Linked DNA regions of Gossypium hirsutum: all the other regions are linked to region 1. Evidence: chromatin contacts called from public Hi-C data. All regions are on one chromosome and are shown on one strand. The core of a region is the stretch at or near the end of the contact, and the rest is flanking DNA. Distances in the headings are between cores, read along the strand shown. Region 1 holds the start of LOC121220718. Region 2 holds the start of LOC107948241. Region 3 holds the start of LOC121220737 (pentatricopeptide repeat-containing protein At2g13600). Region 4 holds the start of LOC107909560 (zinc finger protein GIS3).

Region 1 (3,239 bases), core at 210-2,709:
ATCAGATCCGGTATTGAACAGTGAGGTTGTATGATGCTTGCAAGTGGTGAAGGTGACAAGGATGGCCAGGCCGAGGATAGGTCTACCAAAAAGGTGTGTCTTAAGGACGAGGGTTTAGATCCGGAGTCGTCGATTGTAGAGGAACCGGTCTCTGCACCGGTATTGTCCTGAAAAGACAAGCTGTTAGGAGGACCCTCTACCTTGGGGGAGTTGACTGGAACATCAGAAATAAAGATGAGGATGGAATCTTCTCTGGAATTTGCTGAAGGAGACATAAAAAAATCGTCCGTTAATGAAATTCCTTCTATTGTTTTTTTTCTGAAAGGATCAATCAAATACTTATTAATGATATGGCTATGACGGTTGTGATAAAACTGCTTGACCGGAATATCGGCTTTCTTTCACTGCAAGACAAGATTTCAAACTTATGGAGACCCTCGATGTCTTTTCACCTAATGGATATAGAAAACGGTTATTTTCTGGTTAAATTTCATAGCAAAGAAGATTATGATAAAGTTTTATCTCAAGGGCCATGGATTGTTTTTGGACAGTACTTAACAGTTCAATCCTGGTTCAAGGATTTTGATCCTGCAAGACCTTACCCGAGTTTGGTCAAATCTTGGATTCGGCTTCCTAGTCTGTCGGGTCATTTGTACAATTGAAAAATCCTCTAGGAGATTGGAGAACTGATAGGAAAGGTTGTTATGTTGGACTTCAACACAGACAGTAGGGCCAGAGGCAAATTTGCTCGCATGTCGGTTTTCATTAATCTTGACAAACCCCTGGATTCCCAAATTCTAATAAATGGTGTTCCTCAAAGGATTCAATACGAATCTCTGTCGATTGTTTGCTTTGCCTACGGTAGATACGACCATGGAAAAGACTTTGTGTCCTCCTACTAAAACTGATACGGTGAAAGAGGGTGAACAGATTGTTGCAACTGGAAATGGGAATAATGCTATAGTGTTAGAGACGGTCGGCGGTGAGACTGAATCGGCGAACTTTGGCCCTTGGATTCTTGTTGAGAAAAAATCAAGGCGGAATCCTAGGGGAAATAGGGGATTTGGGGCTGAAATCAAGGGAAATAATTTCTTCGAATCTCGTTACATTATTCTGAATTATGCAAATCAGAAGGGTTGTGGTTTTGAAGGGATTTTAAAGGAAACAAATGGACATGAAATGGAAATGCTGGATAATAATAAGAGGGGCTGCTTTGCAGGCCTCTAAATGGGAAATGGCCCACTCCTTTTCTATCAAGACTTTAGCCAACTTGGGGCTTGGGTCGTCTAAAGGCCATTTTAATGGTCATTCTCTTAATTGTGATGGGCATGGTTTGCTATCTGAGGCCCAAGTAAAAATACCCATGCAGTCGATTGGGTCGAAGATTACTTCTACTCCAGGCTCGATTAAGATCCTTGGGGACCATATGGACAGCATAAAAAATGTGGGCTTGGAGAATCCGAAATTTCCAATGGAGGATCGTTTGTTGCTTTCCCAAAATCCACCGATTCAGACTTTGTCCAATGGAGAAAAACCCCCAACGACAACCACTGATAATTTTAATGATTTTTTTTTTAATTCTGTTATTCCTAATGCAAGCTCATCTCACTTTAATCCCACTTTTGAAGGTACAATTGAATTGCAAGTGGGAGTCAAAGAAGGGTTGCTTGATACAGGGAGCCATAGTGTTGTAACTTTTAAAGGAAATGGCTCTCATAACACAACCAAATCAAATTATGGGAACGATGCCGTTTCTGTGGGGAGACCTTCTTCGTTTCCAGTTGGTGGTAACAGTGGAAGAAAAGTGGATGATAGTCGACGTGGGAAGAAATTAAATAAAATCTTTCGCGATCCAGGGAGGAATTTTAAAGTGTCCAGCTCTTCGCAGGTTCCCTTAACTAAGTCGGTCAACTCTATGGTTGACTTAATATCGGCACAGCTAGTATCTGAGACTGGTAAGGAGCAGCCGAGGGTTCTTTTGGAAGTCTCGGTTACGATGGAACAGGACAAGTAGTAAGTTTTCTTTTTTATTTATTTTCCAATATTTTTGCTAATGGATTTAAATATTACTATTATGTCATGGAATTGCCAAAGATGTGTAGGGATTAATTTTTCTCGTGTTTTTAAAGAGTATAACTTGGAATACAAGCCTAACATTATGAGTTTATTAGAACTCAGAATTAGTGGTTTTAAAGCTGACGCTGTTATTGCTAAATTAGGCCTTCAAAATTCTCATCGTGTAGAAGCAGTGGGGTTTTCTCGGGTTATATGGATTGGTTGGAAAGATTATATAAAATTTGAGGTTGTTAAGAATAATACTCAATTTATTTTGACTCGTGCTCTCAGTAACAGTCTATCTGAAGGTGTCTTTATTACTTTTGTTTATGGAAACTTGAACAGAATGAAACAAAAATTCCTTTGGAAAAGATCGTAAGAGGTTCCCTACTGGGCCGGTCCCTTGGATGGCTATAGGGGATTTCAATGCCATTCTTTCTGGAAGTGATAAGGTTGGAGGTCGCTTGAATGGTAAACATTGTTCTCTTTTTGGAGATTCTGTGGACTCTTTGGCTTTGCAGGATTTTGGCTTCAAGGGCCCTACATTTACTTGGCAAAGAGGTAGGGTCTTTGAAAGGCTTGATCAAGCCATTGGTAATGATGAGTGGATCAAAGCTTTTCCTTAATTGTATGGTCTCCCATCTTCCCAGAATCAAGTCAAATCATCATCCCATTTTTTTCTTGCTTAAACCGTAGCCTTCGAACTTCGCAGGACGTACGTTTTGATTTCTGGCAAGTTGGACCGGACACAAATACTTTTCTGATTTTATTTAAAAAAATGGAATTTTAATGGTAGCATGTTCAAGGCCCTCATTAGTTTTTCTGCTAATATTTCGGTTTGGAATAAAATTGTGTATGGTCATATTAGGTCGTGGAAAAAACAGCTTTTACACAGGTTGGCTAACATTCAAAGGGTTTTGGGAAGATCTAATGCAGATCGCTTTCTTCTTATTGAGATGCAGGTTAGGGAAGAATTGGAATCTGTTTTGCACAATGAAGAGTTGCTTTAGAAGCAAAAGTTTAGATGCAATTGGTTGCAACTTGGCAATCTTAATTGTCGAAACACTTTTTTGAAATCGACTTATTTTGAAAACGAAAATGGAGTCACCACCAATCCTTTTTGTTAGGTGTGATTGAATCACCTCGTAATTTGATCATTTTTTGTAAAAGTTTCATATTTACAA
Region 2 (3,239 bases), core at 510-3,009, 440 kb after region 1:
TATATAAAACAAATCAATAACATATAAAACGGTGAAACTACCTAGTAGCTTCTTTTATTCTAGGGATTGGATTAAATTGAACTAGCCCGCATCAATTTAATTTATGTATTATTAAAAAAAATAAAAAAAAGAGTTAACATTTATTGTTTAACAATGTTAATATTTTAAAAGTTTTTATAGTTCTTTTTCTTTTTCTTTTTTTTTTTTAGATTTGTAAATTCATGTATAAGGATTAAATTGATCTAATCTTTGTAATAGAAATACTTAACAGGGAATTTTACCCATATCAAACTCATGAATTCCGGCGACAATATTGCTCCCAATTTTATTTCCTTCTTTTCAGATTCCCAATCCCATCTGCATTCTTTTATTCCTACAATATATCAAAATCCATGGATATGATTTATGGGTATGGAGAAGGAAAGTCTGAGACGTTGAATGATCCCAAGTCTAATTTGATGAATCTGACAAATAATAAGGTTTGAACAAAAAATCTCGATTTACGTAATTAATTTTAATTTTATGATAGTGAAAAATATTTTAAAATTTTAAAGAGATAATTATGAAACAAATAATTAAAATAAATAATTATTGTATATTTGTTGTAATTATAGAGAGTTTGGTTGAATTGAAAAATCAACGTATGTGAAGGTTGAAAATTTAGGTTTGACAAAGATTTGAATGTTGATAAATTAAAATAAGAAAAAACATTTAATATCTAAATAATTTAATTTATGAAAAAACATTTAAAATAAGAAAATAATTTAATTTATGAATAATAGTTAACGTTTGATAAATTATTAGAAATCCATAAAAATCAAAATAAAAAAAGTTTAAATATTATCACATATTAAATAGAACACGTGTCATCTTTTAACAATATATCAATCTGAAGCCCAGCATTTGGATACAAGGGGGGGAGAGAGAGAGAGAGAGAGCGAGAGAAGAAGAAGAAGCAAAATTTTGGTTTTAAGAAAGAAATGCGTTTAAGAAGAGATTTAAACGCCTCACCCAAATAATATGATTACTCAGGGATGGTCTGAAGCATGGGACGCCAAGCCTTCCTCAACACCATCCTATGCCTAAACCCAATCCACCCTGCCCGTGCCGATCCCGCTTCACCTCCCAACCCATTCACACCGCCAAGTTTCGTCGCCACTTGAACGTCGCCCTTCCCGCCAAATTCCTCCTTCACCACTTTTCCTTGGTCCTCCTCGTATCCTCCTCCTGATGATACGAATAAATCCTTCAAAGTGCGACCACTTAAATCCTTGTCGCCCTTCTTTTTCTCACCTGAAATGCCGAAGAAACTCTGTGGATACACCATTTCCCGGCAACTTGACGATTTGCGACTACCGCTTCTGGTAAGAAGCGTTCGGAGTGTGGTTTTAGGGCGGCGGAAGTTGAGGAGGGGGCTCGTCCTTGGACTTCGTGTTGGGCTTTGGGTGACGCCGCATTGTGTCGCCAATAGCTTGAATTTCTGCAGCGTCGTCATATTGGTTTCAGGTTGGGTCTGTGTTGAAGGGTTATATGGGGAAATTTTAAGTGAAGTGATTGGGAGGGTTTGGAATTTGAAACTTTGGCAGCAGAAGGATGGATTGAGATTTTGGGGGGGGGGGTATTGGTTGCTTGAAAGCAAAAGAAAGGAATCTATGTTGGAGACTTTTGCATGCTTTTTCTTTATTAATTTTCAAAAGGGAAGTCTTTGAATAGAATTTTCTTTTCTCTTGGAAGAGGTGAAAAGGTAGGACCCAAGAGCCAGCCCAGAGGCTGCATTTTCCAAGAAAATTCTAAATTTATACCCACTTTGGTCTTTCGATGATGACTGGAAACCATTTATCATTTTTTATATATTTATTTAACAAATTTATATTAATTAATATAATATCTACTTGAAATGAAACATTTTAGTATAATGAATCCAGATCTCATATTTTTTTCTACATTTAAAACATACAATTTTTTTTTTCTAAATGAAATGCTAATTTCATCTTAAATTGTGATTCAATTCAATTTAAGTATTAATATTTATATTAAATTAAAATTATAAGGATACTATAAAAGTAATCATTTTAGCTCTCTATTAAAATTATTCGACTCTTTTAGCCATTAACCTTGTATTTGTCAAATCATCGCAAAAATGAATAGCAAAATATAATGTTTATTAACTTTATTAACATGACATGCACATGAACTGCCATGTGGATGCCGCCATGTCAGCAATTAATTATTTTTTAATATTTTAAAATTTTAAAAATTAATTGCTAATGTGGCATACATGTAAATGTCATGTTAGCAAAGTTAACAGATGTTAACTTTTCCATCTATTTTGGAGTGATTTAATAAACAATACAAATTTAAGGATTAAAAGAGACGAAAAATTAAATGGATGGCTAAAATGACCCTTTTTTTTATGAATTTTTATAATTTTTAAATTATTTACATGACATACGAAGAGTTTTTATTATTCTAAATGTGACCTACATTTAAGTCAGTGTTAATTATAATTGTTATTTAGGTTTTACATAACCCTGTCATTGTAATTAAAAAAACATATTTTATAATATTAGGAAATAGTGATTCAATCTCTTCCCTAACCAAAGCATGAAACTCTATTGTCATAAAATGAGAGGCACGTGAATCGGGCATTTCATCTCCTTTTCCACCGCACATCTCCTTTCTAGAAAGAATAGAATCACGTGTCACCCCTTCGAGGCACCAAAAACAACACCGTCCACTCCTACTTACATTTTCTTAATTTCTACCTTAAAATCATACATTATATTTTTTGAAAATTATAAATCTAGTGTAACTTTTTTTTTACTTTTCAAATTTTAAAATTTAAGTTAAATATTAAAACGGTTATTTTTTTTGTTAAATTTAAGTTGATTACAAAATTATTATTTTTTAATCACATGACTATTAAGTAAGTATTTTTTTTATTTCAAAAATATCATAACAATAAATTTAATAAAAAATTTAAACAACATTAACAATTAGATCTGAATTTTGAAATTTAAAAAATAGAGATTAAATTTCAGTACAGGGATTGAATTCTTAATTTTCAAAAAGTATAATGAGCTATAGCATATTTGAATCTAATTTCTATGTTCTTCATGCTTGAACACCTATGCTATTGTGAAATTTAGTATCGCTTCAACACAAATCACTACATTTTATTTTTATTAATATATTCAAAATTTCAAACTCATCAACTTCAAAAGTGATCAAATCAATAT
Region 3 (3,239 bases), core at 383-2,882, 340 kb after region 1:
AAAAGTGTCTAGAATTATCATGAAAATTCAAATTTTTTGCTTAATTTTATAAAATTTCCAATTTTACCCCTTGTTCACACTATTTCCTTTCTAATTTCTATATCCCTACCGTCCAGCCTTTATAAATTAGACCCAATTGCTCTTTAAATCCTTCTTATTTATTATTTGGGTTATCTAGTCACCATTTCTTTGATTAACAAATTTTACACCTTTTCAATTTAATTATTTTTAATTAATTAATTATCTAAACGTTAAAATTTGCTAACGAAACTTTAACACTATCTCAATAACACTCCGTAAATATTTATAAAAACATTTACGGCTCGATTTATAAAATCGAGGTCTCAATTCCTCATTTTTGAAACCAATTATTTCTAAAGCACAAATCACTAATTCTTAACTTTCCTAAATTCACAATTAACTCATAAACACTAAATAGTAATATTTACGAGCTCACTTATCGGATTTTAGTGGTCTCAAACCACTGCTTCCAATACCACTGAAAATTGAGCTGTTACAAATATACTAATTTAATATATCGGTTTAAGGTTAAGTAATCGGTTTCAGTAATAGTTATATAATATATTATTATATTATCATTAATGTTTAATTTTATAGATTTTAATAATTATTAATTTTATATATTTATTATACATGTATAATTATAATATTAAAAATATTTTATGTTAAATTAATAAAAAATTATTCTACTTTATAATTTAACATAAAAATTATTATTAATTAATTTTTCCCGTTAATCATATTTCGATATTAAATATGCAATGTTTATAAATACATTTAAAAAAATTCATTTATTTATATTTTAAATAATATCATAAAATTATATTCATTATTAATGTTTATTATGGTTGTTGGTTTATAAAATCAGACTTTTTCAAGCTTTGAATTGAATTTATCTTGAGCTCGGATCTATTACGGGTTCAAAATTTATTAAATTCAGATGGTTTCAAGTTAAGATTAGACCTTTTAATGGGTCAGGCTAAGTAACCCGCCCGAAATGTGAAAGTGTTTGGGTAAAAATATAGGCCTGAAAAATGGACTTGGACAAAAAAATAAAACTGGCTTAAAAAAATGGGTTGAGCCTCGAGTAAGGTGTTTTTTGTTCCGCCAAGCCCAATCCGACCTAAATTCACTAAAGGATAAAAAAATATTTTTTTTTTGTTTTTTTAATTTTTTTTGTTGTTTTCTCCCTATTTTGCTACCATTTACTATTATGTTGCTACTATTTTGTTGTTGTTTGGATATTGTATAAAACTTGTTTTATTGTTAATTTTGTTATTATTTTAGATGTATTTGCTTGTTAAGTTGCATTTATCTTAATGTTATTTAAATATACATATTTTTTAAAATTTATTTTCAATTTTTTGGAAAATATTTATTTTGATTTTTTTAGTATTTTGATATATTATATATATTTAAAAATTATATAAAAAATTAATACGGGTGAGTCGAACTGAACTCAAATTTTAGCCTTTTTATTCGGGTGAGTTTAAGCAAAATTTCAAGCCTACTTTTCTGGTCGGACATGAATTTAAATTTTTAGTTAAACTTAATTGGAGCCCAGTTAAAACCCGACTAAACCCCTAAACCCCTCTGGTTAAGATGGGTAGGAACGGGATTACGAGCTTGGCATGTTTTGTGAGCTCTGAAGCCCAACAACAGGTAGAATTTCTACCCAAAAAAGAAACTTACACTGTTTAATCACATTTCAAAGGTCACTGCTGCTCAGGTATTAGAATCCGGCTTTCCACTTACTTCACGTCTCGTTGTCGGAGAGTTGACTCGTTAATGTCATTGAAATCTTTTCCATAACTAGAGATTTTGAAAAAAAAAAAAAAACTGTTGGCATCACTTCTATTTTCCTCCCATTACTAAGTTAGAAGCATCTCAGTTTGCAGCCAAATGCTAAGGGAGATGCAAAAACCGTAGCAAAAGAGCAATGCCCACCAACTTTGTTTCTTCCAGGATAATGGAATGGCAAAACTTAGATTGCAAAAACAAATTGTGGGTGATCTTTCACTGCCCGACTCTTCTCCTTTTGCTAAGCTTTTGGGTTCCTACATCCAATCCAAGTCTCTCCTTGATATACGTCGGTTACATGTTCGGATTATCAAATCTAATTTTGCCTCTGAGACTTTTATCCTGAACAGGCTAATCGATGCCTACGGCAGATGTGGCTCCTTGGAGGATGCCGGGAAGGTGTTTAACAGAATGCCTCAAAGAAATATTTTTTCTTGGAACTCGGTCATATCTGTATTGACGAAATTGGGTTACGTTGATGAGGCAGCAGGGTTTTTTGATTCCATGCCTGAGCATGATCAGTGCTCTTGGAATTCAATCATTTCAGGGTTAGCTCAGCAAGATAGGTTCGGAGAGGCTCTTCACTATTTTGTTAGGATGCATAGAGAGGACTTTGTGCTTAACGAATACTCGTTTGGTAGTGCTCTTAGCGCTTGTTCTGGGTTGAAAAACATTAAAATCGGTGCTCAAATCCATGCTTTAATCGCAAAAACTAGGTTCTTTTCCAATGTTTATATGGGCTCGGCTCTTGTTGATATGTATGGAAAATGTGGGAGTGTCAGCTGCGGCCAGAGAGCTTTCGATGATATGAGTGAGAGGAATAGAGTCTCTTGGAATAGTTTGATCACTTGTTATGAGCAAAATGGTCCAGCTAGTGCAGCTCTTCAGGTTTTCTTGAGGATGATGGATTGTGGAATTGAACCAGATGAACTCACATATGCCAGTGTGGTTAGTGCTTGCGCTAGCTTGTCGGCAATCAAGGAAGGCAAGCAGATTCATGCTCGTGTTGTGAAGTGCAATAAGTTGAGGGATGATCTTGTCCTGGGAAATGCATTGGTTGATATGTATGCAAAATGCAATAAAATCAATGAAGCTAGATGTATTTTTGATAGAATGCCAGTTAGGAATGTAGTGTCTGAAACCTCAATGGTAAGTGGGTATGCGAAGGTAGCCAGTGTGAGAACTGCGAGATTAATGTTTGCAAAGATGATGGAGAGGAACATAGTGTCTTGGAATGCGCTAATTGCTGGGTATACACAAAATGGGGAGAATGAAGAGGCTCTTAGACTTTTTCGACTCTTAAAGAGAGAATCTGTTTGCCCAACTCATTACACGTTTGGCAATCTACTGAATGCCTGTGCTAATCTCACTGATTTGCAGCTTGGAAGGCAGGCTCACACACATGTTTTGAAGCATGG
Region 4 (3,239 bases), core at 231-2,730, 310 kb after region 1:
GTCCATTAATTTCGATACCCCCCAAACCCTACTTCCATTTATATTCAGACCAGGCAAGTGAAAGCTTTGCTTCACGTGGTTGACTTAGACTAAACTCCCATCTTGCCATTGCCAGAAAGTTTTATCTGATGTGAAACATGCGTAACCCTTTCTAGATATGCACCTGCCCTATAACCCTACAACATTATATAATGCATGAGTGTATTGACACTTTTAAAAGTTTGGGGTTGTGTGGAAGAGAAGTTCTATATCTATGTCATCCATGAATAGTTAGATTATCGATATATCGCCATTACCATACGTTTAAAACTTGAAATTCAAGGTTTTTTTCCCCACCTTTTTTTTCCTTTCTGTGTGTGTGGGGTAATTTTGGGAAACACAGCTAAGTGGTGCTATATATATATGCATGCATGGATTTACATGTTAGATTTAGTTTGACTTTTTAGAGAGAAATGAGGGGCGAGAGTGGTGGTGGGTGGCGGTGTCGGCTCCTGAGATTGAGCTGAAGTGAAGCGCGGGAGAGAGAGAGAGAGAGAGAGAGAGAGAGAGAAAGAGAAGGCATTTTTGGTAGCAGAGAGATTTGCCAGGGAATTAAAGACTTAAGAGATGGGCATCACGGCGTTTCATTGGAGACAGTTCCACTAACATTACTGTTTTCTTAATTAATTAATCTACTTGATAAATAAAGAAAGAAAGAAAGAATAAATTCATGGTGATTACCAAAAAAAGGTCCCCAGTTTTCCAACATGTGTCATCATCTCGAATGGAATCTTTTTATTAGTACACTCATTTTGTTTGTTAGTAAATTTAGTTAATTAAAAACCATACCCTGTTGATGCCCACCATGAACAGGGATCTAGCTACCTATAGAGTCTACATAGACCTCACTTCACTTCAGATTACCCTCACCGGCTCCTTGGAATTGTACGTGTCGTGTAAGAACATTATTTAGAAATCTGTCATTAACCCAACCAATGTATGAAAACAACTTTTTTAGCTTCTCATTGGCCATTCAAACCTTTTCCATCTACAGCATAGTGGTCCAGATCACTCCCCCTTACCTCCTATCTGTTTTCTAACCTAATTGCTTCACGTTCTCTACAAAAGTTCCCATTATATTAAGAACCTCCCACAATTGCTTTTTGGATACCCATTTTCTCTCAAATGATGCTCCTTATTTAAAATAAATAAATAAACATGGACCAATTCAATCATTTTTATTCTTGTATGTATAAATATAAACAAGCTTTAAAAAACCCCAAAAAGAAAATAAATGCAACGCAATGCATTGATGAAGTAACAGTATCAAATTAGAGAAATAGGTACACTAAGCGAAGACAAGGCTTGGGTGAGGGTCCCAAGTCAAGTGTTCTCGGGTCTTGTCGTGTTCCCTAATACTCTCTTTTCTTTTTCCCCCTTGGGATATCCGAAATCTTTCTCTTTCATCCTAAGTTGTACTGTTCATGTTCTACAAATCCTTTTTTTTTTATCATGTATATATACCCCCACACATGCAACTCTTCCCCTTACATTACATTACATTGAACAACTAAACTATTCTTCTTCATTTCTCTTTCTATTTTTCTCTAGTTAACATGGCAGAGTTAGAATACCAAGCTAATACCAAAACCAACAGCGCCACTACTGCACGTCTAAAGCTCTTCGGCTTCAACGTCTCGGAAGATGATGATGTTTTGGAATCCAGAACCACCAAAGATCCATCATCAGGGTCTTCAGAGCCAGGTGGCTTCCCTGCTCCTGGTGACCGCAAATACGAGTGTCAGTATTGTTGCCGTGAGTTTGCCAACTCTCAAGCTTTAGGAGGTCACCAGAACGCTCATAAGAAGGAAAGGCAACAGCTCAAGCGTGCTCAACTTCAAGCCACTCGAAGCGCCGCGGTTTCGTTTGCTAGGAACCCTATCATCTCTGCTTTTGCTCCTCCACCGCATCTCTTAGCGTCGGCTACACCCGTCGTGGTGCCAGCTGCGGCGGGACCGTCTTGGGTTTACTTGCCACGAGGAGGGCCACCTCCTTTCCACGTCTCACATGGCTGTGTGATTCCAAGCGCTGGTGGTGGAGGAGGAGGTGGTGGAGTGGGGAGGGGGCCAGCGGGGGTACCTTATGGTGGTGGTGGTGGTGGTGGTGGTTTGGGGGATCTGGGCGTAAGCGTTGGCCCCCAAGTGATGCAAGGTGGGGGCCACCATGGACGGGGTGTTGATGGACCCTCGTTGCGTAGGTTTTCAAAGGGAGATGGTGGCCCCAGTTTTGATGATGCATTGGGCTTAGATTTGCACCTTAGTCTTGCTCCAGCCAGGCCTTGACTCGGTCTTTAGTGTTTGGGATCTTTGTACATTTTCAAACAATTTTATTTTTTTATTTATTTTTATCAGGGAAATTATTTGTTTCACTTGCACAAAACTTTTTTTCCCCTTTTTTAAAGTTATATAATCACTTAACTTTCCTCACCAATTTTAATTTTGTATATTAAGATCTAAATTTAGAATAAAAACTTCATGTATGTAACTCAATTTTCCTCACCAATATGAATTATCTTAAACATCTAAATTTAGAACCAAAACTTTCATGCATATGAGTTAATAGCTTCTTCCCTACTATTATTCTATGTAGCTAAATAAATTAAAAGCTGAAATTCTAGCATCCAAAAATAGGAGCCTAAATAATTAAAAAGGATGGAAACAGTGAGGCACATTTGACATTAGACAAATTTTGTGTCCGTACCTTACAATATATATGCAATTAATGTGGTTTATCAAATGAAACGCACCCTACAGCTTCACTGGTTGGTTGGTCATTGATGAGTAATGTCGAAAGGTAACACCACAATTTGTCTCTTCCAGCTCCCCGCAAGGAAGCTTATGTGTTAATTTTACGCTATTTACAGAGAATCTGCGTCTGCTAACTTGGTGAGGTGGGGGAAAATGGGGACTTAAATTGGAGACATAATCACCATCCAATCCAGCTCAGTTGTTGTTATACAATATGACCTTTATTATTTATCTCTTACCAATTAGAAACCTTAATTTGCAACCAACAGGAATGGTCTTGAATTGTGTTGTGACACTGCTGTCAGCATTTCCTAGCAACAAAGTTAATTAGCCAATTGCCCCCCAACTTAATGGCAATTGATAAAGAAAGGAGTCTAAGTTCTTGGAACCACTAGGGGTTCTCTCTCTGTGTGTCTTTCTAATAGATTTAAGCCGGGTTGCAACTTGAAGCCA

The links. Hi-C and Micro-C count contacts between places; a contact is called where the count stands out from the background.
Region 2: a Hi-C map of leaf shows a contact between it and region 1, with 1.9 times the contacts expected there. The contact joins the promoter of LOC107948241 here to the promoter of LOC121220718 in region 1. A contact is called at or near these places in 2 of 34 Hi-C or Micro-C datasets (both in leaf).
Region 3: a contact with region 1 is called in a Hi-C map of leaf, with 3 times the contacts expected there. The contact joins the promoter of LOC121220737 here to the promoter of LOC121220718 in region 1. A contact is called at or near these places in 4 of 34 Hi-C or Micro-C datasets (hypocotyl and leaf).
Region 4: a Hi-C map of leaf shows a contact between it and region 1, with 2.8 times the contacts expected there. The contact joins the promoter of LOC107909560 here to the promoter of LOC121220718 in region 1. A contact is called at or near these places in 13 of 34 Hi-C or Micro-C datasets (anther, callus, cotyledon and 2 more).

The regions. Positions count from the first base shown.
Region 1 is chrA03:102,990,868-102,994,106 of Gossypium_hirsutum_v2.1, forward strand. It overlaps LOC121220718, which reads left to right and starts at 1,460. Exons shown (of 2, transcript XM_041100140.1): 1 at 1,460-2,013; 2 at 3,018-3,239. The coding sequence starts at 1,472. The coding sequence ends at 3,018.
Region 2 is chrA03:103,432,002-103,435,240 of Gossypium_hirsutum_v2.1, forward strand. It overlaps LOC107948241, which reads right to left and starts at 1,760. Exons shown (of 2, transcript XM_016882719.2): 1 at 1,012-1,760; 2 at 1-373. The coding sequence starts at 1,495. The coding sequence ends at 1,025.
Region 3 is chrA03:103,331,915-103,335,153 of Gossypium_hirsutum_v2.1, forward strand. It overlaps LOC121220737 (pentatricopeptide repeat-containing protein At2g13600), which reads left to right and starts at 1,633. Exons shown (of 1, transcript XM_041100175.1): 1 at 1,633-3,239. The coding sequence starts at 1,996.
Region 4 is chrA03:103,299,760-103,302,998 of Gossypium_hirsutum_v2.1, forward strand. LOC107909560 (zinc finger protein GIS3) reads left to right here and starts at 1,481. Exons shown (of 1, transcript XM_016837143.2): 1 at 1,481-2,557. The coding sequence starts at 1,596. The coding sequence ends at 2,321.